Linked DNA regions of Sus scrofa: region 1 is linked to region 2. A link is a contact called in public Hi-C data. All regions are on one chromosome and are shown on one strand. The core of a region is the stretch at or near the end of the contact, and the rest is flanking DNA. Distances in the headings are between cores, read along the strand shown.

Evidence for each region. A called contact is a pair of places that touch in the nucleus more often than the background predicts.
Region 1: a contact with region 2 is called in a Hi-C map of liver, with 2.8 times the contacts expected there. The contact joins the promoter of RAB35 here to the promoter of RPLP0 in region 2. A contact is called at or near these places in 6 of 47 Hi-C or Micro-C datasets (alveolar macrophages, epiblast stem cells, heart right ventricle and 2 more) and 1 of 2 datasets of contacts at active chromatin or transcription factors (alveolar macrophages).

The regions. Positions count from the first base shown.
Region 1 is chr14:40,139,406-40,145,250 of Sscrofa11.1, forward strand. RAB35 (RAB35, member RAS oncogene family) reads right to left here and starts at 1,856. Exons shown (of 6, transcript NM_001243291.1): 1 at 1,677-1,856. The coding sequence starts at 1,728.
Region 2 is chr14:40,221,110-40,226,539 of Sscrofa11.1, forward strand. It overlaps RPLP0 (ribosomal phosphoprotein large PO subunit), which reads right to left and starts at 2,834. Exons shown (of 8, transcript NM_001098598.1): 1 at 2,810-2,834; 2 at 2,463-2,564; 3 at 1,376-1,551; 4 at 1,188-1,275; 5 at 904-1,050; 6 at 612-797. The coding sequence starts at 2,516.

The DNA.
Region 1 (5,845 bases), core at 606-3,105, 83 kb before region 2:
AAAGGACAGAAATCACCCTGTGCCAGCCCCTGAGAACCAAGGTGAGGGCTGAAATCAAATCCTGAAAGGCATAAGCCTCAGGACCCCATGAAACACCATAGGCCTTCTCCAAAAGCAAGGCTACAGCTTCTCTAGTTTTCTTTCATTCAAACCACTCCACCTTCCTAACTCCTCTGTCAGCCACAGCTACTCTTCATCTCCCTAGTTAGCCCCTAACTTTTCTCCCTTCCACCAGCAATCACAGAAACCCCAGATACCCTTCACCTTATCCAAACCATCAGCCCCGTCCCAATCCAGCTCCACAACAAGACCAAAACCCACCCACTTTCCTGGCCCAGCTGTCACAACACCGCCACATCAGTTACTGACAACACCTTTGATTTCCCCTCTTTCCTTAATAATCCATGAGCTCCACCACCAACCTGGCCTCTGCCTCCAGTCACATGACCTCGATGCCCACATTCAACTCAAGTCTGGTCTATAAACTTGGCACTTTCCCAAGCCTCCTTCCCCATCATAAAGTCCCAGGGCCTCAGCTACGCTCCCAGAAACCTCCTGGGGCCTGCTTCCCTGACCTCTTGGTCACCCCTTTAATAAACCTGCTTACCTGCCGCACTCCAAACACCTCTAAAAACCCTCCACCCTTTCTCAGAAACCAGACTAGCTTTTCCGAGGGTACTTGATATTCATTCATTCATTCATTCGACAAATATATATTAGGCACCTACTGGGTGCCAGGCACTGCACTAGCCACTGGAGAGTGAGCACTGCCCCAAGCTCTCTAGGAGTGTATAAACGGTCAAAGCACTTTTGTAATGTTGGCAGACCCACCTCCAATATCTGTCTAGCATCTAGTGTACAATACGTAACAGCAAACATATACTAAGAACTCACTATGTGTCAGACACTTTTCCCAACATAGTGTGTGCAATATCTCACTGAATACTCAATCAGCTCAGTGAGGCAGATCGTACTACTATTTCATTTTTACAGATGAGGAAACGGAAGCATACAGAGATAATAATTCAGCAGGAATGTGCCAGTCCTTGAGTGAAGTGCTTTACCTGTCTTACTTCATTTAAACCTCACAGGAATCTCATGAGGAAGGTTCTGGGAATATCCCCATTTTACAGAGGATGAAACTGAAGCTTCCAAAGGCTACTGATAACCACATCGATTGCTAACATCTACCTAGAGCTAGCTCACTCCACCAGGTCGAGTGTTAAGCACTTTTCCAGCTTTATCTCATCCAATACTCACACCACCCTACGAGGCAAGTCCCCAATTCTCAGATGAGGAAACTGAGGCTCGGAAAGGCGAAACAATTCGCCCAAGGTCAGAATGAGGAAGCTAGTAGTCCCGAGACTCGAACCTGGGTCCCTCCAACTCCAGACACCGCGCGACTTGACCAAGGTCACACGTGAGGCAGGGGCCGGCGCGACCAGTGGACCGGGAGCCCAGCCCCGAGCCCCGCGCACCCGGCCCCTCGGCTCCGTATCCCCGCGCCCCAGCCTCACCTCGGAGCCGCCCCGAGCCCCTCCGCGCGCCCCTGCAGCCGCCGGCTGCCCCACCCGCCCCGCGCGGGCCGGCACCTCCCCGCCAGTCTGCCCGCCCCGAGGCCCCTGCGGGCCGCGCCCGGCAGGGCCCACGCCGCCTCCGGCCGCCGCGGCCCTTACCGCTGTCGCCGATGATGAGCAGCTTGAAGAGGTGGTCGTAGTCCCGGGCCATGGCGGGCGGGGGAGGCGCGCGCGGGCGGGCGGGGTCGGTGCTGGCCTCGCGATCCGCAGCTCCCTCCGGGCTGCTCCGGCAGCGGCGGATCCACTTCCCGAACAAACAGCCGGAACTGACAGAAACACCTCCCTCCGCTCCCCCTCCTCCTCCTCCTCCTCTTCAGCAGCCGCCGCCGCTGCCACCGCCTCCCTCCTTCCCGCCCCGCCCCGCCACTGCGCAGGCGCAGCGCCTGTCCCCGCCTCTGCGCAGCCGCGGCCGCAGCCAGCCGCGCCCTCTCCGCGCTCACGCACTGCGCGTGCGCCCAGGCAGAGTCCCGCGGGCGAGGGCTGGCCTTTCCTGCGTCTTTTCGCCGATCACAGCAGCCGCCGCCGCCCGCAGCCCGCAGCCCGCGGCCTGGAGGGTTCGGAGAGCAGAGCTGCGGTGGAACCCTAATTGGAAGAAGCCTAGAATGAGGAAGAAGTCCGGCCGTGGCCCGGAAAAGACCCGCTCCTTCATCTTCAAGACCCGCAAGCGCTGCGGAGAGGAAAAGACTGGCAGTGACCGCTGGGGCGGGGCTTACGCCGAGCTCCCGGTTTCTCGGGGCTGGGGACTCGGACACTCCGCCCCCTTCTGCGTGGACGCCGCCTCCGGGGTGCTAGCTCCGGCCCCCTACCGTCTCCCGAGCCTATGGACAGGACGCCGAGGCGGCTGGAGGCTGCGGTGTGTACAGGACCGGAGTCGCCCGCTGGGGAGTAACGTGTTAGGTGTATGGCTTTGACGTCAGTGCTGGGGAGAAGTCCCATCCTAGCCCAGAGACCTATTGGAGCTTGAGTTGCCTTGTTGATAAAACGGGGTGGGTGATACCAGATTCAGGGTCCTGTCCAACATGACGTTGAGCCTGGGAGGTGACGAACCCCGCAGATCGACAGCAGCAGCTCCTGCAGCTTCAATTTCACACCATCTACAGATACACCACTTTTCCAAATCACGTGGTAGGAAGACCTGGGTTGCAGAAGTTAAGCGGTATTCGGTTTATCATCAGACCCAGTTTTTTTCCGGTTGTAGAGTAAGTTCCCACCTGCACTAAAAGTAGAATGCGCCTCTTGCCATCCTCATTTACAGAACTGAAGAGAAAAAAATTTGTTACAAGTTCTGTATGTCCCTCTCACTTTCTAGTGAAGTACCTTTTATATATTTCTACTTGCTTTCTCAAACTTCCTTTTACCTTGACTTTATACAAAGTAATTCTCTTGGTTTTTAAATATATACAGAAGGTTACCAAAAAGTACAAATTACTGCTTTTCCCTCAGACCCATTCCTCACATGTAAACAAACCCTGTTAATAAATTTATTAAAAGTTAAATGTTTTAAGTTTAACAAATATTTGTTGAATGAATAAATGTCCTTCAATTAATTTCCTTTGCCTGTGCATACACTTAAATTGCTTTTTCTCTTTAACAACATACTTGGGCCTTCTGTCATCACAGCTGCATGGGTATGACACTCCATCATATATATATGGTGATACTGGAGTTCCCATTGTGTCAGTGGTAACAAATCCAACTAGTATCCATGAGGAAGAGGGTTCGATCCCTGGCCTCGCTCAGTGGGTTAATGATCCGGTGTTGCGGTGAGCTGTGGTGTAGGACTCAGCTTGGATCTGATGTTGCTGTGGCTGTGGTTTTGCCAGGCAGCCAAAGCTCCGATTTGATCCCTAGCCTGGGAACCTCCATATGCTGCTGCGGATGCAGCCCTCAAATAAAAAGACAAAAAAAAAAAATGTGTGTGTGTGTGTGTGTGTGTGTGTGTGTGGTGGTACTATTGAACTACTCCTGCTGTTGATAGGCGTTCATGTTATAATTTCTTGTTGTCATAAACAATGTTACAGAGAAGATCCTTGAACAATATATGGAGTGTCTGACTCAAGCTTTGAGTTGTTTTTCCAGGAACTGAGATGGCAGAAGAACAGGGACTTGGGATCTGAAGGTACCAGCTGGGAGGGCAGCTCATATAACCACTGACAAAAATGGTCCTTCTTTGCTGGGAAAGGTTAGTGGGATCCCCTGTTGATCCAACAGTTTTAAGAAATAAAGGGAAGAAAGAAGCCTCAGAGTGTTCCCCCAGGCAAGCACGCTCCATCCTGACCATACAGTGAGGCAGGAAGTCACTCTAGATCATCTCCTCAACCTGCTCTGGAGTCAGAGAGACTTTGCTTCAAATGCTAGCTTTGAAATCCTGGCTCCTTCCCTTAAAAGCTTGGAGATTTTGGAATAGTCACATCATAATGTCTCAGAGCCCCCAGTTTCCTCAGAGGAGTTGTGAGAATTAGAGATATGTCTGCAAATTACCTGGCATAGGCATCTGATAAATTGTAACCAATGCTATTAAGCCAAGGTCATCTTGCACTGACTCATTCATGCTTTCTGCCATTTCCTGCTGCAGACTCCAGCACACATGCCCAGGGCAGCCGCATGATATCATGCCTACAGGATACTTTTGAGAAGAAGAACAGAACTGGCCATTTTACTTTTGTTTGTTTTTTTAGGGCCACACCTGTGGCATATGGAGGTTCCCAGGCTAGGGGTCTAATCGGAGCTATAGCTGCTGCCTACTACACAGCCACAACAAAGCCAGATCCAAGCCCAGTTTGCGACCTACACCACAGCTCATGGCAATGCCAGATCCTTAACCCACTGAGCGAAGCCAGGGATTGAACCCACAACCTCATGGTTCCTAGTTGGATTCGTTTCCGCTGTGCCATGATGGGAACTCCAGAACTGGCCATTTTGAAAACAAGACTCCTGACCTGCCTTCGTGTGCTGCCTGGAAAGCAATAGGCATTAATTCCACCATTTATTCAGGAGCCATTTAATGAGTGCTCACTTTTTATTATGTGCCACAGACTGTAGGATAGAGCCTTTCCCATCAAGGAGCTTTCAGTCTCATCAGAGACAAGACACACTCATGAGGAGTAAAAAATATAAGACGATATAAGAGATTAAATAGCTGTCAAATAAGCAGCCTAGTTTTCAGAGGAGAGCTATCACTTTTAGCCAAAATGACGGGGGAAGGAGTTCATGATGGAGTTGGAATTTAGAGTGCCTTGAATGGCGGGTGTATTTGGACAGCCGCTGTCACAGCCTGTGAAAATCATCCATTTAGCTTTGAGGGAGAATTCCCTGCAGGCTAGGATGTGTGCCTGACTCCCAAAAATGAAACTCTGAACACATTTTCCAATAGAAACATTGCTTTACATTATCTAAGCTATAATACAATGACTGGAGCTGTTGTAGCAGGTAGGTAGATATATATAAAGTCCACATAGAGAGACAGACATAAACTTTTGTGACTTGAGGTAAGTAGCAGTGTGTACCACTGATGGGAAACTTTGCTCAACTGTTAAGAATAGCTCGTTGGGGAGTTCCCGTTGTGGCGCAGTGGTTAACGAATCCGACTAGGAACCATGAGGTTGCGGGTTCGGTCCCTGCCCTTGCTCAGTGGGTTAACGATCCGGCGTTGCCGTGAGCTGTGGTGTAGGTTGCAGACGCGGCTCGGATCCCGAGTTGCTGTGGCTCTGGCGCAGGCCAGTGGCTACAGCTCCGATTCAACCCCTAGCCTGGGAACCTCCATATGCCGCGGGAGTGGCCCAAGAAATAGCAACAACAACAACAACAAAAAGACAAAAAAAAAAAAGAATAGCTAGTTTACAGATGAGTTTCGCAAGATCACCTGTTTATACATTAGAAGCTATAGTCGGGGAGTTCCTGCAGTAGAGCAGTGGATTAAGAATCCAGTGTTTTCTCTATGGCAGCTTGGGTCATTGCTGAAGCACAAGTTCGAGCCCTGGCCTGGGAACTTCCCATATGCCTTGGATGTGGCCAAAAATAAAATAAGTGGGTCCCAGATATCACATGGGATGAACTAGAGAGAGAGAGGGAGGGAAGAAGTAAGGAAGGAAGAAACTATAATGGGGAGGCATTGAAAGTTCCTGAGCAGAGAAGCAATATCAAAATATTTGGGGAAAATTATCTGGTACAAGCTTGCAGGATGGATTTCAACTGCAGAGCTTTAAAGATTACTGCCAAGGCCCAGATGTGAGGTGGCAGCAGGAAGGGACAGATGCAAAAGACAGTAT
Region 2 (5,430 bases), core at 1,584-4,083:
CCTCCCAAGACGGGGTACTTGACAACATTCATCCATTAACTACCTCATTTTTCTCATTCTTCCTTTCACTGATTGACTCTATTCGAAATCTCATGTCTTATTACAGGCCCTAGCATAACAGCCCTTACTGTGTGCCCAGCACTGTATACTCATTAATTTGTTAAATCCTTCATCAATTTTATACTGTTCTTGCCATTTTACAGATGAGGAAACTGAGATAAGAGATTAAACTGTCTTTGATTATTATACTGCAAGTCAGCCGCATGGCCAGGATTCCCTCTGAAGCTAGATATGCTCTCAACTATTAATATAAGAAAGTCCTGGAGGAGTTCTTATCATGGCTTAGCAGAAAGGAATCTGACTAGGAACCACGAGGTTGTGGGTTTAATTCGTGGCCGCGCTCAGTGGGTTAAGGATCTGGCGTTGCTGTGAGCTGTGATGTAGGTTGCAGACATGGCTCGGATCTGGTGTTGCTGTGGCTGTGGCATAGGCCGGCAGCTGTAGCTCCGTTTAGACCCCTAGCCTGGAAACCTCCGTATGGTGCGAGTGCAGCCCTAAAAAGAAAAAAAAAAAAAAAAAAAAATGAAAGGCCTGGGATGGACAGCCTGTACCTCCAGGAAGCGAGAATGCAGAGTTTCCTCGGTGATGTCAAGCACTTCAGGGTTGTAGATGCTGCCATTGTCAAACACCTGCTGGATGATCAGCCCAAAGGAGAAGGGGGAGATGTTCAACATGTTCAGCAACGTGGCTTCACTGGCTCCCACTTTGTCTCCAGTCTTAATCAGCTGCACATCACTCTGAAAAACAAGGTAGGTGACAGTTAACCCAGACATCCAGCAGGTCCACAGCAACCAAGCCCCCGCCACCTGCCTGGCTGGCACAGGCCAAGCCAGGCCCACTCACCAGGATTTCAATGGTGCCCCTGGAGATTTTAGTGGTGATGCCTAAAGCCTGGAAGAAGGAGGTCTTCTCAGGCCCCAGACCAGTGTTCTGGGCAGGTACAGTGACTTCGCATGGGGCTATGGCACCAGCACGGGCGGCAGCTGGCACCTGAACAAAAAGGACAAACAATGAGAAAACTTCTTTCCACAGCTACAACCTGAAAAAGATTGTCTTCTTTTTTTCTTGCTTTTAAGGAGCCAAAATTAATGATAAGGCCTCTTCAGCCAAGCTGATTCTCCCCTCACCTTATTGGCCAGCAGCATGTCCCTGATCTCAGTGAGGTCCTCCTTGGTGAACACAAAGCCCACGTTCCCCCGGATGTGAGGCAACAGTCTGCAAAGAGAAGTTTACAAGAGACGGTTAACTTTGAGCACCATTCTTCTCCAGGAAAAGGGAGAAGGATGGACAAAGATGCCCAGGAGGAATGACTGACTTCTCCAGGGCTGGGTTGTTTTCCAGGTGCCCTCGGATGGCCTTGCGCATCATGGTGTTCTTGCCCATCAGCACCACGGCTTTCCCGCGGAGAGACATGCGGATCTGCTGCATCTGCTTGGAGCCCACATTGTCTGCTCCCACAATGAAGCATTTCGGATAATCATCCAGAAGTTGCTGCCCAAACAAGCCAGACACGAGCAATGTTAACAGAAGGAAAAAGAAAGGATCAAGAAAAACCAAATCCCACAATCTCAAGTTTCCGTTTCACTCACTCCTTTTTATGCTTTTCAAATGTCTGAGGTTAAGACAATTCCTCCTACTAGCAGGCACCTGAGCTGTGAGAGCCAGATTTGCCTAAGATTTGCTTGTGGGGTATGAATGGTAAGATCATGTTTCTACATTCAACCCAAAGGTTTAATTGTAGCTTCCATTCTTAATTTTTCTCAATTAAGGCATGTTTCTGATCCACTAAAATGGCTGCATTAACAAAACCCAGTTTTGAAAATACAAAGTAAGGCAAACACAGCAAAACATTACTTGTAGAATTTAGGTTTCAAGTATGGATCATTGAAAAATTCCTTTAAGTTTTTTGTCTCAAAATCATGAAAAATGGAAAACATAATGGACTAAGGTCCACAAAGCTGCCTAACGCCTAAAGAGCAGCATGACCTGATGATCAACAATTCTGGGCAGCGAAGACCCACCTCAAGGCCACCCAAAAGAAAACATTCACTGAATTAGTTTCTTGACAGGATCTAAATCTGCAGCAACTTGCCTCTTTATAATGAATCATTCAGTGCCTCAGACTTCCCCAAAGATGGATACAAAAAAGTAAAAGTATGACCAGAGATCTTTAGAAGTACTCTTAAGAGCCATTTAACCTGCCTGAGCCTGTTTATCTGCAACACAAGGAAGCAGAGGAACGCTGACCTCAGGAAATTATTAAGATTAAAGAAGACTTGCCTAAAACGACCTAATTTGATGGTTGGCCACCTGCAGGCACTCAGCACCTGGCCGCTGGTTGTCCCTATTACTGCCCCGGGCAAGGCACCACAGTGGGCGGCCGAGACCTACCCCGCACTTACGATTATCTTAAGGAAGTAGTTGGACTTCCAGGTCGCCCTGTCTTCCCTGGGCATCACGGCGGTGCGTCAGGGATTGCCACGCAGGGTTTAAAGACGATGTCACTGAGAAAAAAGAGAGAAAATTCAGCATACTCCAACACGCGTCCCCACGGAGCGGCGGGCTCCAAACCCGAGGCCTAGGGGAGGAGACCACTCTCCCGCGCCCGGCGGCCCGAACGGGCCCTGGACTTGCCGCCAGCGGAGCCCCAGGCCAGAGAGGCCTGGACCCCGCGGCCCCCGAAAATATACCCGAAAGCCTCATTTCTCCCGCCGCCAGTCCCCTACGCTACCACAGCGGACGAACAGACCTCACACGAGGACGCCTGGCGAGAGGAGGGCTGTACGCCGGCGCGAGTCTTTTATATGTGAACAAAACAGCCAATCCAAAGCCGCAGACAGCGCCCCCGCCTATTGGCTGGCTTCAACGTCTGTCTGGAGAAGCTGGGTTGATCTATGCAGCCATTGGATGGTATCGCTGCCACTCCAGCCAACGGGACGCTGCCTTTAAACACGGTAGCTAAAGAAAGCACTGCTGTGTGTGGAAGGAGGTTTCTCAGAGGTGCTTCCCTCTGCTGGGCTGGAGCTGTTCTCGTGTAGAGAAGCTAGAGTTTGTGACCTGAGTCCACGTTTCCTTCTGTCACCTGGCCAAGTCGCAAGCTGAAGAGTATGACGTGGAGCTGAGAAATAATTGTACATGGTTGAGAAGCAGAATGGTTTCTTGTTTCTTCTACAGTTCTTCGCTCTTTGGAAACAAAGGGATGCTTTAAAACCTAAGTCTCAGAGTTTCCATTATGGTTCTACGGGTTAAAGACCAGACGTAATCTCCGTGAGGATGCCGGTTCCATCCCTGGCCTCGCTCAGTGGGTTAAGGATCCGGCTTTGCAGCAAGCTGCAGCGTAGGTCACAGATGCGGCTCGAATCCGCAGCTGCAGCTCCCCATTCCACCCCTAAAAGGAAAATAATAATATGGAGTTCCCGTCGTGGCTCATGGTTAACGAATTCGACTAGAAACCCGCATTCGAGTGCGGGTTTGATCCCTGCACTCCGTCAGTGAGTTAAAGATCCCGCGTTGCCTAGAGCTGTGGTGTAGGTCGCAGACGCGGTTCGCATCCCGCGTTGCTGTGGCTCTGGCGTAGGCTGCTGGCTGCAGCTCCGATTCGACCCCTAGCCAGGGAACCTCCATATGCTGCACGCCCTAGAAAAGACAAAAAAAAGAAAACCCACTTCCACTCCCTCTTTCCTCTGTTCCTATAGCACTTACACAGCACACTATATAATTTGTTACATTGTTTCGTGTCTCTATTTTTGCCTTATACCTGGCATAATAGGCATATGCTAAATATTTGTTGAAGAAAAGAATGCAGGGTTTGCAATCAGATAACCTGGATCCATATTCTTGTTCTGCCACTTGCTGGTTGTGTCATCTCAGGAAGCGATTTCACCTTGCTGACTCTGTTTCTTTATCTGTAAAATGGAGATAATAGTATTCACATTCTAGAACTGTTATGAGGATTACTGCGAGATATGTGTTAGGACAACACAATTCCTGGAATGTAGGAGGAAATCACTGTGGATGTCAGCTTATTTTTTAATTTTTTAATTTAAAAAAATTTTTTTGTCTTTTTGTCTTTTTCCAGGGCCGCACCCAGGGCATACAGAGGTTCCCAGGCTAGGGGTCTAATGGGCACTGTAGCCACTGGCCTACACCACAACCACACCAACACGGCATCTGAGCGGTGTCTGCCACCTACACCACAGCTCATGGCAGCGCCAGATCCTTAACCCACTGAGCAAGGCCAGGGATCGAACCCACAACCTCATGGATCCTAGTCTGATTCATTAACCACTGAGCCACAACAGGAACTCCTAATTTTTTAATTTTTTAATTTTTTTTTTTTTTTTAGGGCCAGGGGGCTGCATGTGGAAATTCCCAGGCTAGGGGTGGAATTGGAGCTGTAGCTGCTGGCCTGTGCCACAGCCACAGCAACACGGGATCTGAGCCATGTCTGTAACCTACACCATAGCTCACGGCAATGCTGGATCCTTAACCCACTTAGCAAGGCCAGGGAACAAACCCTCATCCTCATGGTTACTAGTCAGGTTCGTTACCACTGAGCCCCAACAGGAACTCCCGGATGTCAGCTTATTTTATTCATCATTCAACACTTATTTGAAAAATTGTACCTGTATCAATAATTTTTTTTTTTTTTTTTTTGGCTGCAAGCACATGGAAATTCCCTGGGTCAGGGATCGAACCTGCGCCACAGCAGCAATCCCTGCAGCTGCTGCAGTGACAATGCCGGATCCTTAACCTGTCCTGCCACAAGAGAATTCCCAATAAATATGTTGGTTTTTTGGGGGGGTGGGGAGGTGGTTTTGCTTGTATGTTTGTTTGTTTGTTTTTTGCTTTTTAGGGCCTCACCCATAGCATAGAGGTCTAATCGGAGCTACAGCTGCAGGCCTACACCACAGCCACAGCAACGCCAGATCCAAGCCACATCTATGACCATAGCTCATGGCAATGCCGGATCCTTAATCCACTGAGCAAGGCCTGGGATTGAACCTGCAACTGCATGGTTCCTAGTCAGATTTGTTTCCGCTGCACAATGGAAACGCCCCAATAAATATGTTTTTAATGAATGTGCTTAGGTCCTAGGGCAGAAAGGTGTCTTCATCTTATCTCCACCCTTTTTATTTGACCAAGTGAGAACTCTCCATATGGTGTTTTCAAGCTTCCCAGTGCTTTTGATAATGAGCCTGTTTAGAGGAGTGCTGGAGTCCATTACTGCTAAGATCTGTTTTTAGTGACAATGTATTACTGCATGCTCAGCACTGTGCTAAGTACTTTGTGCACATTATGGCCGTTAATCTTTGCAACAGCTCCCTGAGGAGGGACAGTATTAGTATATCGGTATTATCAACAAGAAAA